Linked DNA regions of Mus musculus: regions 1 and 3 are each linked to region 2. A link is a contact called in public Hi-C data. All regions are on one chromosome and are shown on one strand. Each heading gives the region's core, a stretch centred on a gene start, on an enhancer-like site or on the middle of the called end of the contact. The rest is flanking DNA. Distances are from core to core; before and after follow the strand shown.

Region 1 (3,694 bases), core at 557-3,056, 200 kb after region 2:
ACGAGGGCCATGGCCAAGAAAGATTTATCTGTGTATGGCCTTCAGATGGCCTGTCAGGCTCTCTCCAGCAGCCCCAATTTGGCTAAGGATCTCAGCAGCGAGTAATTTTCTAATTGATTCATTAGCACTCCAATCACCAACTCCTTAGACACAAAGGGTCTTGTTCAAGTCTGGAGGCCCAGGCCCAGGGTGCCGAGCTGCAAGAACTCTTCCAGCAGAGCCTGGGATCAGCAAAAAGCATCCCACACAGAGACTTTCCAAAAGTCACCCACCAAGGAAAAACCTCAGAGCCTAGAAACAGAAACCGAGCCTCCATGGTTTCTCAGGTGCTACACCTTTATCTATATCTATTTACACATTGTTAAATATTTGTTTTACTTTCAGTGTGTAGAGGCCGGGGTGTGCCATGATCACACTCACAGAGGTCAGCAACACAGGATCCCCTGAAGCTGGGGTTATAGGCTGCTGTAACCTACCTGATATGTTGCTGAGTACCAAATTCAGGTCATCTGCAAGAGCACTGTGTGCTCTTAACTGCTGCGCTATCTCCAACTCGAGATCATGTTTTATCATGGGAACATTCTGAATGGAGCCCCGTGGGCAACGCTGACTGCACAAAGCAAGCCTTGGTACTGGACTAACAGGTGACTTCTTCCTGTGACTTCCAGTGCTGAGGTTGGAAGTCACCCTCACGCACATCAGATAGTACTGCACCACTGAGCCACCCTCCCACCCTCTCCCTGCTACTCTAATGAGTGTGTAGCGTTTCTTTAGTTCTCCTGAGGGGAGCAAAGCAACAGTGGCCCACATCAGTGTAATAATTGAGTAAGACTGCACGCAAACACCAGCCTGGCTGTCAGAGGGCCCACTGGCCTCTGAGAAAGCATCTGTAGTTATACTCGGAAAGGTTATAAATCTCTCCGGTCACACCTATGAACAGCTGAAGCTCAGTAACAGATCGAAAGAGCAACATTATAATAATCTAAGTAGAGATTGACTTTAAAAACAATGTTAGCGAGGCATTGGTCCCATGTGTGTGCAATCCTGAGCACACAAGTGAGACTGTAAATTTAAGTCCAGCCTGGGCTACTCAGCAAGGTCACAAGGCAAACCAATCTTTCCTCATTTCACGTTCCTCTTAAAATGTGGAATGTTTACAAGAAGATGGGTCTAGGGCAGTGCAAGCTGACAGAAAGGAACAGTGGGCATTCTCAGAGGAAGACTCAGAAACCTGACTGGGTCCTCTTGAGAGCCCTCTTGGGACCAGTGTGCTGTGTACACCCTTTGTGGCAAAGTCCTCGTGAATGTTCACGTGGGTGTAACGGTGCTTTGGAAGGTTCTGGCTCAGCACATTCCTCTACTTACTACCTACTCTACTAGCCATGGGATAAGTTCACCTCCCAGATGGGTCTGAAGAGCCAGGAGGGCAATGTGGTCCCCAACTAAGCAACAGGCTCTCACAGTACAAAAGTACAAGCTTTCCCATGAGGCACCTTAGTCTGCACAGCCCTGGGCTAGGCAGAACTCAGAGCACACAAAGGAGCAAACACCATCATGGCAGAGCTAGCACATAACACCGAGGATGTGCAGGATGGGATACAGTTCCACTTCTACAGAGAAACTAGCTGGCCAGAGGGGCCAGACTGCCTCACCTAGAGAGGAGATGGCTTCTCCAAATGACACTAGAACAGAGCCACGCTTCTCCACAAACTATCTGTGCAGAACCTTTGTCAGACACGGTCTCCCTGGGTCACCTCACTTCCTGTCAGACAATGTCTTCCCTGGGTCACCTCACTTCCTGTCAGACATGGTCTCCCCTGAGTCACCTCACTTCCTGTCAGACACAGTCTCTCTGGATCACCTCACTTCCTGTCAGGTTCTATCTCTTCTCAAAACCTTTCCTCCCTTAGCCTCACCTCCATTCTATCTCAAGTCTCATGATGAAGACAGTATGGTGGCTGGTCTCTTCTGGGTCCAGTTCTCACCCAGTTTCCTGACCATATGAGACCTCCATTAACAGCACTGTCCTTAATGCTGTGACCAACACAAATGTAAGAGGTGCCAAGATAGCCAGGCAGTGACAAGGTATGCCTTTCATCCCAGCACTTGGGAGGCAGAGGCAGGTGGATTTCTGAGTTCAAGGCCAGTCTGGTCTACAGAGTGAGTTCCAGGACAGCCAGGGCTATACAGAGAAACCCTGTCTCGAAAAACCAAAAAAAAAAAAAAAAAAAGAAGAAGGAGGAGGAAGAAGAAGAAGGAGGAGGAGGAGGGGAAGGAAGGAAGGAAGGAAGGAGGGAGGGAGGGAGGGGGGGGAGGAGAGAGAGAGAGAGAGAGAGAGAGAGAGAGAGAGAGAGAGAGAGAGAGAGAGCTGCAAAATTTAAGAGCTACCATCTTAGCAGCTCCAAGATAATCAGCACAGGTAACTCCTCTGCCTTTTCCCCTCTGCAGACCAGAGGATGATTAACAATGAAAACACTCAAGACCCATGTAACCTGAATAAGATGTCCCCACCACAGAGCACAACACCCACTCACTCCACACAACGTGAGACACACTGGGCCCCATGAATGGCTCCCCTGACACAGTCCTAAAGCACGAGGTGGAGCAGGGTGTGCCGCTCTCTCCACCTGCCCTTCTTCCTTAAGTCCCTCATCATGAACTGGGAGGCTCAGGCCAGGACTGCTTCCTCTCTGCCGTGCCTGCAATATGCTACAGACAACGACTGCAAGAGAATGGTAGAACCCAGGCACTACCCGGCACTGCTGGACTATGTCTGGTACCTGGCAGACATGAGAAACCTCATAGGCCCAAGTGAACCAAATGTCTGGACAAAACCCATCTAGAGGTGACACGAGAAGATGAGGCCAGAACACAAACATGACAACTGGGTCCTCCATCTCAAAGAAGCCCCCAAATTTAAGGAAGATTCTTGGCAAACTAGAGGAAGACCTTTCAAGTTTCCTTAAAGAACTAGTCCCTCTCAAGGCAATTACAAAACAGAACATCAAATGGGATTCAGGATCTGGGGAGATATCTCAGTCGGTAAACATTAGCACCCACATGTGAGCCTCAGAATTCACCTGAAAGTGTTGGCCTGGTGATGTTCACATGTGATCCCAATGCTAGAGAGGCAGAGACAGGAGTCCCTGAGGACTGCTGGCCAGCCAGCTTACCCTAACTGATGAGCCCCCAAGGGATGACCTGGTGAGCCAAATGGGCCAATGAGAGACCCTGACTCAAGTAAGGAATGAACAGGTCTGAAGATGACAACTCAAGGCTGTCCCCTGGTCTCCATACATGTACACACATGTATACATACCAGCACAGACATAAACACACGTTAAAAAACAAATCCATTTACTAGATAGACATGCTGTTCCAAGGGGCTAATGGATAAGGAGAGTGAGCCAGACACGCCCACTACCCAGGCCATCTCTTTGTATGGAGGGCTGTCCCACACAAAGACTCTCCTCCCCTGAGCTCCTTCTCTTCCACAGAGTCTGGCCAACCCCCATGAACACTGCTCACGCCATCCGAACTGTTGTTTTGGAATGTGCCAGCAATTCTGGCGGCAGGAACAGCAAGCTTTAGCTCAGCAAAGAAACCAGCTGGAGAGGCAGCCTCATGAAATGATGAAATGCCAAACCAACCCCTACATCTTCTCCAGTCTCTCGGGTCACCTACCAGATTAGAA
Region 2 (4,084 bases), core at 1,247-3,746:
TTTCATATTTCCTATTTCCTCTAGAACCATAGAACATCCCAGAGGAAATGTCCAAAAAGATATTGGATGCAGCCTTTAATCCCAGCAGTCAGGAGGAAGAGTCTAGGAAATCTGTTAGTCAAGGGCAGCCAGGGCTACACAGAGAAACCCTGTTTCACAAGACAAAACAAACCAAACAGAAAAGGTATTGGATGGATAAAGCTGAAACTAAAGAAAAAGATTATAACCATTTCAGTGGGAATTATTTATTATTATTAACATATAGGTAGTGAGGAGACAGAAATAGATAAGCCTTTGCAGGGTAACTGTAAGGAAAACAAGGAGCCAAGTCCAAAATTCTGATGCACTCAGATATATTTAAGGGGTTTAGAGGACCATACTGAGAAACAGAAGAGAATGTTGTCATTGGAATTAAAGGAAAGAGGCAGGGTTTTGAGGGAGGTACGGTCAGTCATATCTGAGGTTATCACTGTGTCAAATAAGCTTAGTCTAAAAATGGAATAGGTTATAAAAAAAGTGATTAGTAATTTTAGTACAGTCTCAGAAGCAAGGTTGGGGGCAGGAGCTTGAGGAGCAAAGGAGGGGCGCAGAAAAGAAAAATGCTTCTGAGAAGGAGAAGGAGTGACAGGAAGAGAAAGAGGAAGAGGAAGGAAATGGATGGGAACAGGGTTTTAAGGGATGTTGAACACTAATGAGAAGGATCCAGTCGAGTGGGAGGAGTTAGCATCGTAGGAAGCTTACAGGGCGAGGTCTCTGTTAAACTAATGAGCAGTGTGACAATCAGCAAGGGCCTTGGAATAATTCACTCACTTGACACATATCAAGGACCTTAACTTGCGCCTTATGCTGAATGCCAGAGAGTGATGCCTGGTCTGTGTTGGTAAGATCCTCAGGTCTTGCTTAGAAAGGAAGCATGTGACTGTATACTTACAGTTGACCTTTGAAAAGACGCAAGTCAGGCCGAGCACTGGAGCCCGTGGGGGTGCAACGGCACTCTTCTCTCTCCGTGGAGTGGGAAGGGTTTTCACAGACACGTGCTTTCCGTAGGTCGGAATGAGCTCCTGTTCGTTTCAGGCCGAGGCCTGAGGAAGGAAGGGAAAACCTGAAGTCCCGAAACAGCGCACTAGAGCATGAATGGCTGGGGAGGGTGGCAGCAGCAGGTCTAGGTGGGCCTGCCTGGGAAGAAATCAGACAGCTGTACAGTCAGCCGCGTCTGGACTTTATGGCCAGCGTCGTCGTGTCTTCTAATGGGTTTTCCCAGAACTCTTGAAGGAAGGGTTCTGGGTTCCAGCAAGCTTAGACAGTGCTGAGTTCCTGTCTCCTCTCTACTGGGGGTTTCATCCTAATTTCTTATGTAATAGGCTAAGAGAAATCCCACAAGGAAGAAAACTGGGCTGGAAATGTAGTTGAGTGGTAGAGCTCATGTATAGTTTGCACAAGTCCCTAGGTTCAATCCCCAGCACGGCCAAAATGAATAGACAAACAAGCCTGTTCATCTTTGGTTTTGGTTTTAATTCAGGGTAATTCATGAAAGTGTTTCGTAGCATCTCTTATTAGCAACCTATAAGGTTAAACAAATACACTTGTAACCATTGATGCAGTTAGCTATAGGATGCATGACTGGAGCTTCCGGTGGCTAAGAGAAGGTAAAGGTGAGGGATACCAGGGGAAGGGAGACCGCATGGGTGGACGTCCAGGCATTTGTTCAACAAGTAGTTATTCAGTGCCTGCTATGATGGCTACTTTTAAACTGTCAGCTCAACCTAGAATCATGTGGGAAGAGAGCCTCGAGGAATTTTCTGAATCCACTTTCTTTTAGACGTTTCTTTGGGAGATTGTCCCAACTGATAGTTGGTAGAAGAAGCCCCCACCTGCTGTGGGAGGCACCATTGCCTGGTCTGGGGCCCTGGACTCTGTGATGGTAAAGAGAACTTGCTGAGCGCAAGCAGGTAGGACTTGGCTTTTATGCTCTCTGCTCTTGACTGTGGTCGTGAGGCTTTAAGCTCCTTCCCTCACTCCCTGGCAGCAATGGACTGTGACCTGCAACCCAGTGAGCCCTTCTTCCCTAAGTTACTTTTGCCACAGTGTTGTATTGCATCACAGTGAAGCTGCAACACCTGCCGAGTGCCAGGCACTGGCATGGATGCCTGCGATCGACACTGATAAAGGTCTCTGTCCTAGCTGAGCATGGCAAGTCATATCTATAGTCCTAGCGTTGAAGAGGCTAAGGCAGGAGGATTGCCGTGGGTTTGACGCTATCCTGGACTCCACAGTGAGTTCTTGGGTACAGACAACAACAACAACAACAACAAACAGTAACAAAAGGAAACAAAGCCCAGAGAAGAAGCAGAAGTCCTTTGTGTGGTGGTAGATGGAGATGGTTCATGGGAAAGGCTAGCAGTGAACAAACACGCAACAGGTGTGAGGGAGGGAGTGACCCATGGGAGCAGAGTGTAGCTCTGGTCACAGGACGAGACATGGTACAAGCATGAAGGACTGAGAATGGAGCAGAGAAACAGCTCCACAGATAGCCCTTAGCTGGATGTCACAAGGGCCAGCTGTGGGAGTGGGTGTGGCTCAGCAACTCCTCTGTCCTTACTGGTTTTCCTTACTCCTCTTCCCCGTTAGCTGTCCTTGCCCCCTTTCCCAGATACCGTTTCCCTTTCTAAATGCTGGCTGGGCACAGTGCCCTTCTCTGGCCTCTCTCTTTCTCTCTCTCTCTCTCTCTCTCCCAGAGGGCTTCTCCCACACTCTCACTTCTCTCTCAGGACACAGTGATTTTATTCTGTCCGAATCCAGTGTCTTGTCTCGGTTCTCATCTTCCAGACCTGTGATTTGAAACCGTTGATTATTTTCCTTTCTCTTGGCATAAGTGACACCGAGCCGGCTGCTACTTCTGTATTTTTAACTGGTTTCCCTCCCGGCTCTTATCTTGGTTTGTAATTACTTATTTAATTATTTGCCTCTTTATTTTCTATGTGCTGAGCAGTCTCTGTGCCAGCAGGGCCGTGCTGTTGTGTGTGCTGCCTCACACCTCACTGCTACAGAACCTGAGTGCAGAATGTGCCTGTCCAAGAGAGGGAAGGGCCAGGAGTTGGCGGCATTCTCCATGCTCTGCTTGCCTTCCAGCTCTGCTTCTATTTTCCCCAGCAACGATGCTTCTTCAGGAAGGGCAGCCCAGCCTCGAGCAGCCTACCCAAGGCCTTCATCTAGACTGCTCTGTGCGCTTCCTGTCTCCATGTGGGTGGGAATCTTACATCCTAGGAATGTTGTCTTCATTTGCATGCCTACATCTTTCTTAAACTCTCAGTAATCCAATAGGCCAAAAAATAGATAGGTCAGAGAAATAAATTCTTATTTTCATTTACTAAGTAGACTAAGTGTTTGTAATAGGCTTGTCAGCCATTTGTCCTTTTCCTTTCTCTTTTCTTCTCTCTTTCTCTCTCTCTCTCTCTCTCTCTCTCTCTCTCAAGTATTTGTGTTCTTTGTTCATTTACTGGTAAGAGTTTATCATTTTGATTTTTTTGAGACAGGGTTTCTCTGTATAACAGCACTGGTGTCCTGCAATTTACTTTGTAGACAAAGGCTGGCCTCAAATTCACGGAGATCCTCCTGCCTCTGCCTCCCAAATACTGAAATTAAAGGTGTGTGCCACCACACCCAGCCTGCATTTTGAATTCTTTAAAACTATTTTAATGGAAATGTCCAGCTCAAATGAGACTGTTAGACTAGAAATACATATTGGAAGTGAGTTTCTGGGAATCACAAAAGTGAATGAATTCTCTGAGTTAAAGGAAGGACTTGAACCTGGAAGGAAATTCATTGTTAGAAAGTGGGAAGAAGGGCAGCTGTGGAGAGGCCAAGAGACTGTGGGAGCAGGAGAAAAGCAGGCCGGGAAGTGCCACATGGACCAGGGACAAGTGTCTTCAGAGACACTGGAAATGAGTGGTCCCGATCCTCTAACGTGGTCAGGGAAGCTGAAAAGACGTTGAGCCTTGCAGTTATTGGGCCTCTGTGAGTGGATTCTTCATCATTTGAAGAGTGAGCAGTGGGCAAGGGGCATCGAGCAAACCAAAGATGAGGG
Region 3 (3,958 bases), core at 367-2,866, 140 kb after region 2:
ATGGCCAAAGCTGAGGGAACAAGTCAAGAGGACAGACTTCAGCAGGAGATTAGGAAGCTGCTTCATTAAAAGGCCAAATAGGGCTGGTGTTTCACTGGCACCAACTCTTGCCAGTGGAACCAGAGGGTTAAGTGCTGATCAGCTGATTTGAAGAATCTATGAACCTTAGCAATGCCATGAAAACTGTACTGCCAAGAGAATTACACTAAAAGCAGCCCTGACCCCTGGCTAGGTAGGAAGCTCAGAGAATAAAGTGGCCTGAAGGCACACAGGAGCCATCCAAGTGCTGGCAGGCACAGAGTGTGCACCAGACACCCAGCACCAGGCAGGGTTTCCTAGGCATTATGTCACAGAATCTTCATACAGGTCCCAGGAGTCATGGATATACCATCAACCCCAAATATGGGGTACAGCAATTGAGGTTCAGAGAGGTTCACTGAATTTTTGGAGCAACCCTAGCTACCAGGAAAAATAACCCCTTCACAGGAAGAAGGAATGGGGCTCTGCATCTGTCTGTCCCAGAGGGAGGAGCTCCCCAGGACCCTGCCAGCACGGACCTGAGGCTGTTCCTCATCTTCCAGCAGCTGCATACAATATTATCGAACATGAAGATGTGTGCATCTAGCCCACCCCCTCCAGCAACCAAAGAAACAGCAGGAATTCTACAGCACCTCGGGTGCTGCCCACATTCTATTCCAGAAAAAGGAAAGCCCTGTGGCTCCCAAGGCCCTGCTCACAGCTGTTTCTGAATCCTATCCGGGGAGCCAGACCTAGGTCTTCCCAGGGGAGGATATACACTATGACTGACCCAGGGGGCCATCCTGACCTGTGTTCTGCACAGGACTATACTGGAACTCTCTTTCTCAAACCCCTTCTGCTACAAGGACTCAGCAAATCTGATCTCCTTCTTGTAAAGGAGAAAAATCTCACACAATTTGCTGATTAGGTGGTAGGACAGGCAGAGGGTCTGCCCTGCACTGGCTAGAGGGAGCCCACACACGACAGTTCCCACAAATGGGAGTGCCTCCACAAGGGACTCTTATTTGGGGAAAGGAAATACCATAGTCAGGCAGCTGAAGCATAGGCCAGCAGCTCTCAGAGGCAGGAAAGAGAAAATGCAAGTCCAAAGGGGAGGAGAGAGCGCCCCAGGCCTTCAGCAGCAGCTAGCAGCAGCCCTTCCGGCATTGGAGGTGCAAAGGCCTGGCTGGAGTTTACAGCTGCAGAGGTAGGGCCCACCAAGGGGAGGAGGGAGACAGCTAGGTGGTGTTGGAGGTGACCAGCAGGGCTCCATGGCCTGGGGCTGGCTATGCATTAGGGGGCAGTCGCAGCCTGCAGAGCCACTGGGGGCTTTGTTACTGAGCAAGTCTCCCAGGCGCTGACTGCTGATGCATAGCTAACGGGCGGCAGACATTGATTTATGTTCAACTTTCCATTTCATCAGTGAGAGTTACGGCGCTACATGTGGAGTGCAGGGGGCGGGGGGAGATGGCTGGAGTGTGCAGACACAAACCTGTCCAAACACATGCATACTGGCAGGCGTACCGGCCAAGGCCCCAGCCTGTCACTCAGGCAGCCTGGCACGTCAGGAATAACCTTTTGTCCATGGTTGCTAGGAACCCTGGTGCCGGTCAATCTGCCACTGGGCAGACACAAGGCACCAGGCTGGCCACCAGATGAGCACAGCCTGACCTATGAGGAGGAGGTGATGGTGGTCAGGAAAGGTGATTGGTGTTAAGGCTCTGTCACTAAACCGAAGGACAAAAGTAAGTCCTAGAGTGGGTAGAAAGACTCTCGAAGGACACACAAGAATTTGTCAGCAGGGTTAGATACAATCCAGGGTACGTAGCTCTTGGGGTGGGGTTGGGGGGCCTATAGCTGGCTTCCATCACAGTAACCAGAGGTGGGAAGTTAGTCACTCACTACCAGAGAACACTGACTGAACAGGTAGGGGTAAAGCAGGAAGGACCGCATCTCCAACTGAGTCTTGGACCCAACAGCTGGAGCACTTCATCCCTAACCCTTCTCAGCAGTAACAGGCTCACCTTCTGTCAGTCTAGAAGCAGATGACTGGGCCTGGTAAGAAGCTAGGGGCAGGGGAGTGAAGACTCACATAGCACCTGTGTGCCTTAAATCAATGGGCAACAGACTGGGAAGAGGCTGGGGTGAAGGGGCTGGGCCTGGTGGAAGGGTGAGCAGTGGCTGGAAAGAGAAGTAGTTCATACGGAAGCCACAATCCTCTGCTGTCCAGACCATCTTCCTAGGCAGACCTGTCCAGTTCTAGTAGGGTTCCCTCATCTGTGATGCACCCACGATGCAGCTCTGGGACCTACCTGCTAAGCCAACACCACCCTAGAAGACAGAAAGGGTTAACTCTTCTGGGGAGAATGCTTTTCTCCAACTTCAAAAAGGTCAGACAGCTTCACCATGAAGGGCCTGAGCACCAGCAGGGCAGGCAGGGAGGGGGCTGAAGGGGCACGAGGTAACCCTGCACCCAAACTGCCCAGCACGGCCTAATCCTGACCTGTTTCTATGTCTCACTATGATGTCTCTCTTTGTGGCCTTTGCTGGACTGAGTCCCTGGGCAGCTCCTGTCTACAGCTCCCTCTGGTAGTGTTCACCAGAGTTCCCCAGCCATTGACACTATGTCTGACACCTATGGATTTGGCTCCTCCCACTTTCCTGCTTCCCTTCTTCCTCATTGGTCACTAGTCCTGTCAGTAAGTACTGCTTAGTAGAGGGTTTCAGAAAGCAGGAAACCAGGATTTAATTCTTTCTCCAACCCCTAGACTTGAAGAGGTCATCAGGGCAGCAGAGGTGTCTGTCCTATGGCAGCAGCCTTCTGGCTGGAGGAATGGCCTGTGTACTTCTGCGCTCCACTCCTTTCTTCTTCTGAAGAGGGCTGTAAACAGCATCTAGGGCCAACCCACTGCCACCAGCAGTGCATTCTTGTTTTAGGGGCTTTGCCACCCCTGGAAATATATCCCCCTCCCAAGAATCAGAGCCTACAAGGTTCTCTACTGGGCATCCTGTCTGTAACTGTCAATCAGTTCACTACCTCACCATAAAACCTGCAGATGGTGGAACTGCATTCTCTACAAAGCTTCAAATTAGCTTCTCTCTATTTCCTCAAGGACTTGGGATTGGAGGCTGGAGTCTCATGAGACAAGGCTGACTACTGTTTGGCAGGACAGCAACAAGAGCCTCCTGAGGCTGCATCTGCAGGAGGAGGGTCGGGTTGTAGGTCCCTTCCTTCCGTGTGCTTTTTCTCTATCTTCCAGGCTGTGTGCAGTGTTTCCACCTTACAGTAGCTTCTCCCTGGTACCTGTCCTTGACCCTGGTCCTTGTAACTAGGACAGAGCTCACCCTATTTCCAGAGCATTAGGCACAGATGGAAATGAGAATGGGGTAGGAAGGAGGCCTCCCTAGAATAGTTGGGGCACAACATCACTGTCTCCACAGCTGAGCTTTTGATAAAAGGAGTTGGTTCCCTTGGTAGCCCAGGACTGATCTACTTTTATCCCTCTGACCTTTGCCCGGCCCCTATGGCACCAGCTCCCTTCTTCCTCCAAGACTCCATGTGCACGTCACTGAGTGAGCAGAGAGGACTAGCACACTAGAGTGCGTATCATGCTCACACTGCTCCTCTGCTGCATTCAGCACGGCTAGTCGGCTCCCGTGCAACTCGTCTGCTGGCTAAATTCATGTGCTGCTATTTCAAGAAGACAATCAGGAGACACCTGCACTTGGATTTCAGTGGTCTGAGGAAGAACGTGGGAAGCCGGGGAGCCAAAGGCTGGACTCTGAGTACAAACTTTATTTACTGGACAGTGTAAGGTAGTCCTGAGCAGTCCTGCCTCATCGGCAGAATTACCGAACTAAATGGAAGTAAGCTGCATGCTTAGAAACACAACTGAAAATTAGTAATGGCATAATGGAATCTGAAAACAAAACAGGAACA

Evidence for each region. A called contact is a pair of places that touch in the nucleus more often than the background predicts.
Region 1: a contact with region 2 is called in a Hi-C map of liver, with 4 times the contacts expected there. The contact joins two enhancer-like sites. A contact is called at or near these places in 3 of 484 Hi-C or Micro-C datasets (cerebral cortex, liver and nephron progenitors), 5 of 115 datasets of contacts at active chromatin or transcription factors (the NIH/3T3 cell line, bone marrow-derived macrophages, double positive thymocytes and 1 more) and 1 of 9 other capture datasets (adipose tissue).
Region 3: a contact with region 2 is called in a Hi-C map of liver, with 2.0 times the contacts expected there. The contact joins two enhancer-like sites. A contact is called at or near these places in 9 of 39 promoter capture datasets (the C10 cell line, the HPC-7 cell line, cranial neural crest and 4 more), 1 of 15 datasets of contacts at CTCF or cohesin (CD8 T cells), 9 of 484 Hi-C or Micro-C datasets (the CH12 cell line, the HPC-7 cell line, bone marrow-derived dendritic cells and 5 more), 2 of 115 datasets of contacts at active chromatin or transcription factors (embryonic basal ganglia and embryonic stem cells) and 1 of 9 other capture datasets (embryonic trunk).

Annotation. Positions count from the first base shown.
Region 1 is chr4:106,956,438-106,960,131 of GRCm38.p6, reverse strand. All of the region lies in intron 4 of Ssbp3 (single-stranded DNA binding protein 3), which reads right to left. Among named protein-coding and RNA genes, the nearest start is that of Ssbp3, 47 kb to the right of the region's middle. Within about 2 kb of position 1,806, at least 56 of the 459 cell types and tissues checked have an H3K27ac peak or open chromatin away from gene starts, as enhancers often do. A contact at or near this core is called in liver, where this site is marked.
Region 2 is chr4:107,158,388-107,162,471 of GRCm38.p6, reverse strand. All of the region lies in intron 3 of Tceanc2 (transcription elongation factor A (SII) N-terminal and central domain containing 2), which reads left to right. Among named protein-coding and RNA genes, the nearest start is that of Tceanc2, 18 kb to the left of the region's middle. Within about 2 kb of position 2,496, at least 10 of the 459 cell types and tissues checked have an H3K27ac peak or open chromatin away from gene starts, as enhancers often do. A contact at or near this core is called in liver, where this site is marked.
Region 3 is chr4:107,013,674-107,017,631 of GRCm38.p6, reverse strand. All of the region lies in intron 5 of Ssbp3 (single-stranded DNA binding protein 3), which reads right to left. Among named protein-coding and RNA genes, the nearest start is that of Gm12786, 12 kb to the left of the region's middle. Within about 2 kb of position 1,616, at least 36 of the 459 cell types and tissues checked have an H3K27ac peak or open chromatin away from gene starts, as enhancers often do. A contact at or near this core is called in liver, where this site is marked.